Linked DNA regions of Triticum aestivum: region 2 is linked to region 1. Evidence: chromatin contacts called from public Hi-C data. All regions are on one chromosome and are shown on one strand. The core of a region is the stretch at or near the end of the contact, and the rest is flanking DNA. Distances in the headings are between cores, read along the strand shown. Region 1 holds the start of LOC123140265 (homeobox protein HOX1A). Region 2 holds the start of LOC123140281 (alpha,alpha-trehalose-phosphate synthase [UDP-forming] 1).

The links. Hi-C and Micro-C count contacts between places; a contact is called where the count stands out from the background.
Region 2: a contact with region 1 is called in a Hi-C map of leaf, with 5 times the contacts expected there. The contact joins the promoter of LOC123140281 here to the promoter of LOC123140265 in region 1. A contact is called at or near these places in 2 of 5 Hi-C or Micro-C datasets (both in leaf) and 1 of 1 datasets of contacts at active chromatin or transcription factors (leaf).

Annotation. Positions count from the first base shown.
Region 1 is chr1B:588,741,274-588,743,973 of IWGSC CS RefSeq v2.1, forward strand. It overlaps LOC123140265 (homeobox protein HOX1A), which reads right to left and starts at 1,400. Exons shown (of 12, transcript XM_044559905.1): 1 at 1,266-1,400; 2 at 1-285. The coding sequence starts at 155.
Region 2 is chr1B:589,139,373-589,142,072 of IWGSC CS RefSeq v2.1, forward strand. It overlaps LOC123140281 (alpha,alpha-trehalose-phosphate synthase [UDP-forming] 1), which reads right to left and starts at 1,418. Exons shown (of 19, transcript XM_044559906.1): 1 at 1,281-1,418; 2 at 1,108-1,172; 3 at 1-289. The coding sequence starts at 1,292.

The sequences.
Region 1 (2,700 bases), core at 150-2,649:
GCTGCCCTTTTGAAATTTTTCCTTTCCCCCGACGGGGATGTGTACGGAAAAGGAAAACTTTGATGCTTAAGGGCCTCAGGGTTCAGGCTAGAGTTTGCATAACTCCGAGTCTCAATAGTGTCCTCAGCACAGCCAGAAGTATTGCTTTTGTCCATCTGATGGCGGCCAGAAATTATTTTATATTCTAGTAAAAGAAAGAAGACGGCTTCGGAAAATTGTCTTCTTGCAGAGCGCAGTCGCAACAGAATATGGATCTGTACGTAGTTGCACCAAATGAACCAGCACCTGCAGCAAGTACACAAAGTATAATCAACATTTGTGGTTGTAAGAACTGATCACATATAACTTATCAAGCATTGATAGCTAACTTTGCATCTTCAAAAATTTTAAAGCCAGTACATTCATTCCATTACCAATACAAGATGTGCTTCATACTAAGTTATCTTCAGAATGGTACACGCCTAAGAGCGATTCACACACATCTATATAGCACATTGTTGCAATGAATGGGCGTTAAAAATCAGATCTACTGCTGCCAAGACAGGTGACTTGTTCTGAATGACAATAATTTATACCAGCACACACCTGGCCAGCAATATCAGCAATGTACTACTCCCTCCGTCCCATAATATAAGAGTCTTTTTGACACTAGTGTAGTGTCAAAAACGCTATATTATGGGACGGAGGGTACCATTTTCAATCCTACAGCTTTCTGTAATTTGCTACAGACAGTGACCAACTTCCGCAGTTGGCACTATCCATGAAGCCGTCTCAGAACTTGAACAGCTCATCTCACGCAATCTATAGTTGAAATCAGCCGAACTTCTCTGTTTACCCAAGGGCCAAGGGGGCAATGGCAAGCAATTATGATTTCCAGTTGGGCAATCAGCCGAATCAACCAGATACAGAGCCCCGACTGCCTGATCTAGCATGAGCGAACCATCAAAACCCTAGAAACCACGCCCCCTCTTCTAAACAGAACTCCCGAACCAATCCATCAACCACCGCTACGCTGAATCACGAAGCCCGCACAACCACGACTCAAACCCAGAACTACCGAACACCAGCGCACGAATCGCCCCCAGACCCACCGCCCTGGCGGAGACTAGGGCGCCGCAAACCACCGCTGCGCGAAATCTAGCTTGAATGCTTGGATTTGGCCGCGGGGGGAACTAAGAGACAGGGTCGAGGGAGTCGGGCGCGGGTGGCGGAGCGGGGCGGGACGGGGCGGAGCGGGGAGGAAGGGAGGCGGACCGGGTACTCACCGCGCTAGCGTCCGCCGCCGCCCGGCGAGGCGGTGATGGTCTGTCGCGAAGCACTGCACGACGGGCCGCTTCCTCGCGCGGACGGAGTGACGTGAGCGATTGGAGGCGAGCGGAGACTGAAAATAAAAGACACGAGGTGCGCGGCGCTGCTCCCAAACTGCCCCGCGGTAGGGTTTTTTTCTTTAGGCAAAACGGCCCCGCGGTAGGTGGCGTATGGCCTCTCGGCCCGGCCCACTTGTCCTCATGAGAGGGGTAGCTGTTTGGGCCTACCAAGAGAATGGCAAACCCTATTCGGCGCCTTTAGCGGAATATCCTATTTGACGCATACTGCGTCAAACTGTCGATCTTTCGCACAGGCTGGTTATCGAGCGCTGAAACTGGGCCGGCCCGTGACCCTGTAACAGCGCTTCCGGTTTTAGGAACCTTCCAAAGATTCCCAGCCGGTTTTTATCGGTTTTGGAAACCTTCTAGAAGGATCCTGAACCGGGTTTTTTTTGCTTTTTTTTAATTTTTCTTTTTTCTTTTTTGTTCTTTCTGTTTTTCTTTCCTTTTTCGTATTTTTCTTTTTCCTGTTTTTTCTGTTCAGAAATTTAAAAAAAATGAAAGTTAAAAAAATGTTATCGTCTTCAATTTCTGTTCACAATTTTTAAAAAATGTTCATGTTTGAAACAATCTTCAGGAAATTCGAAAACAATTCTTGTTTTTAATTTTTTTTGAAATTCAAAAAATGTTCTCTTTTTAAAATTTTGTTCATAGTTTCGAAAAGAATTCGTGTTTCGAAGAAGTTAAAGAATTTCAAAAAATGTTCCTATTTTGAAATTTGTTCATAATTTCATAAAAATGTTCATGTCCAAAATATGTTCAGTAGTTTAAAAAACTATTTTTGTTTCAAAATTTGTAAACCATTTCAGAAAAATATTCATGTTTAAAAAAATGTTCGCGGTTTCATCATTTTGTTCGCAATTTACAATAAATGTTTCCATGTTTCAAATTTTGTTTGCATTTAGCATACAATACAAATTGTGTTTGCATTAAAAATATTCTGTTTTAACTTTTTTGTTCTGAACATAAAAAATGTTCATGTTTTCCATTTTTTTTCAGAACTTAAAATCTGTTCGTGATCTCAGGAAATATTCGGAAATTTGAAAAAAGGTTCACATTTTTCGTAATTTGTTCGTTTTCTCAGAAATGGTTAAATTTTTGAAAAATTGTTCGTGCTTTGGAAAACTGTTCGGGATTTGCAGGATTTGTTCATGTTTAATTTTAAAGTGGGATTTCAAATAATCTTCACTTCTAAAAAAGGAATATAATGAAATTGCGGCATTTAAAAACTGCTCACTATTTTTAAGAAATGTTTTCAAAATCTCAAAAAGACAGACAGAAAATACATCGCAACTGGGGTTCGATCCAGCGCTAGGGCGCTTCCACACGGAGA
Region 2 (2,700 bases), core at 168-2,667, 400 kb after region 1:
GCAGTCGGCGAGGGAGGCCGCGGCGGGCTCCACGACGTCCGTGTCCATGGCGTCGGGGGACGCGGCCGTGGGCAGGTGGTGGCGCCGGCCGCTGCCCCGGAGCATGCGGTCGATGGCGCTCGGCGAGGCGCCGCCGTCGTTGGAGAAGGGCGAGGAGTCGGGGGCGTTGGAGGACGGGGTCGGCATGGCTTCGTCGCCCAGCCTGCTTCTTCTTCTGCTGATGATGTTGGTGCCCGCGGCGTCAGCGCTCATGGACCGCCGCGACGACTCCCCCGCCGGCTGATTCGGCCTGCAGCATTAGGCGGGCGCACGCGGTGAGCGACGGCGGCGCGACACGGCGGAGAAACGAGACGGCCCGTCATCACTCATGGGCGGCGGGCGGCGGCGGGCGGCGGCGAGCGACGAACGGCGAACGGCGACGGCTCTGTCTCCCGCCCGCGAGAGCGCGCGCGTCCCGAGGAGGAGGCGCGGCTGGCCTTAATTGCGCTGCTTTTCCTCTCGCGCTGGCTCCCGTGTTGCGTTGTGTGACTCGTGTGCGCAGCGGCTCGCTCGCCACGGACCCTGTTAAAACGGCGCGGGGTGGGGCCCTTGCGTCAGTGGGATAGCCGTCAGCCAGGAGCACGGGCCTAGTCAAGCGCGCCGGGCCGCAGAAAATCCTCTTTTATTACGCCCACCGTTCGTCATACACACACGCCCCCCAAATTCCTCCCCCTTTTTGTTTTCACAAAAAGTTTCAAGCGCAAAAACCGTAATCACGTTCCCGTTCTATTTTTCCCTAAAAAAAACTTTTTAAAAAAAACTCTACTACTAACAACAGGAAAATAAGCTTAGCCAAAAAAAAAATCTCTACAACAGAAATCGAATGCGATTACAAGACCCGGAGAAGGCCGGATCGTGATGGCGTTCACGGCCCATACGGACCGGCCACCCTGGTCACGCCATGCCCCCGGCATCGGAACTACTGCTGCCAATCTAATCTACTAGTCCCCGATGAGATCGGCGGGAACCGCCCTGCCCGCCGGCCGGGATCCATCCAAACGAGGCGGCGGCGCCGCACAGGCGAAACGAGAGAAAAAAAAAGGAACGTGGTACGGATGAACAACTCACCCAGATCGGTCGCCGCCTCGCGCTGCTCTGGGCTCGTTGCTGCAATGGGATCCGACTCCGGCCGGCTGGTGATAACAAGAGAGGAGATGAGTCCGGGGGATGGGAGGGGACTGCAACAGACTAGCAGAACAGAACACACTAGGGAGGGAGAGAGGGGGGAAGGGGGGTGGTACCTCATGCAACATGCAGCAGGGCCGTCATGCCTCGAACTCGCACTCTTGTTTGAGAGCACGAGCGATGTGTGCAGGTCGGGGTGGGGGCGATTGGCACCTTTTTATAGGATCGCTGGGATCCAGCTAGCGGCACCTCCCCCTCGGCCAATACACGAACCGTATTTATAAAGAAAGAAAAAAGGAACGAGCCGCGCATGTTTGTGAAATTGCCCCTCCTGCCCCTCAGGGCTGCAACTCTTCGGGCCTAGAGGTGTTTAGTGTAAATCATCGTGTATTCCTGGCCCTGCTTTTAGTTTGCTCTTGTAATGGAATTCTCTAGTAGACTAGTAGAAGAGAAAGGAAATACATGACAATGTACCTTTTTAAGGGATACCATAAAAATGTTCTATATAAGCTAGAGAAATATGTGACTCCTATAAATGAAAACATAAATACCGTTTTTAAAATCATAGTTTATAGTTTATAATGCAAAAAAATAAAAAGTAAGCAATGTACTCAACCATAATTCGTGTTCGTTCATGAACATTCCTAGGAATCCTTTTCTATTTTTAAAATTCCATATTTTCCATATTTCTTAAGTTCTCTGTACAATAGTTTGTCTTCATATTCTTGTTTTCATGTTTTGCAGTAAGTTTCTTCCTTATTCATTTATTTGCTATTCTTCCAGAAAACATTTTTTTACTGTGCTTTCACGTGTGCAAAGTCACCGTTGTGTCATCCATCAAAGTACTTCAACGTCGGGGAGAATGGTATCCCTCGTGTGCGCTCACAACTATGTATGCATGAGGCCTTGGAGAATGGATGTGGGCAACGACGTGGGGCCGGACATGGATGCACCGACCCTCATGGAGTTCATGGTATTATGGCAACGCGATGGAAACATACAAACACAAGTTGGGATTCCGGATGTCATCAAGTGGGCTTGGGAGCCGGGTGGCGCTTACACTGCTCGATCGGCGTACGCAACGTTGTTCATGGGAAGACAACTTGCCCCCATGGCTGATTTCACGTGGAAGTCTAGACACCCCCCCCCCCCTGCAGTGTCGGTTCTTTGTTTGGCTCGCCATGAAGAACCGTTGTTAGACCTCCGATCGTTTGGCTAGACGTGGACTGCCGCATCAGGATACTTGCCCACGTTGCAACCAGGAGGATGAAACCATAAGTCATATCATGTTGCAATGCGTCTTCACGAGAGCCTTCTGGTTACAGCTGTGCACAACTTTGGACAAGCCGGACTAGACCCCCACGCAGACAAGCACCCTCCCTATTTGGATCCTGGCAAGTGCGTCCAAGGCATGCATGACAAGGATTTGCGAGCTTTGCTCACACTGGCCTTTTGGGAGTTGTGGAAGCACTGGAATGGCATTGTTTTTTATGGTGAATCGCCATCTTTGCAGTGGTTGCTAGGCAGGGTTCTTGT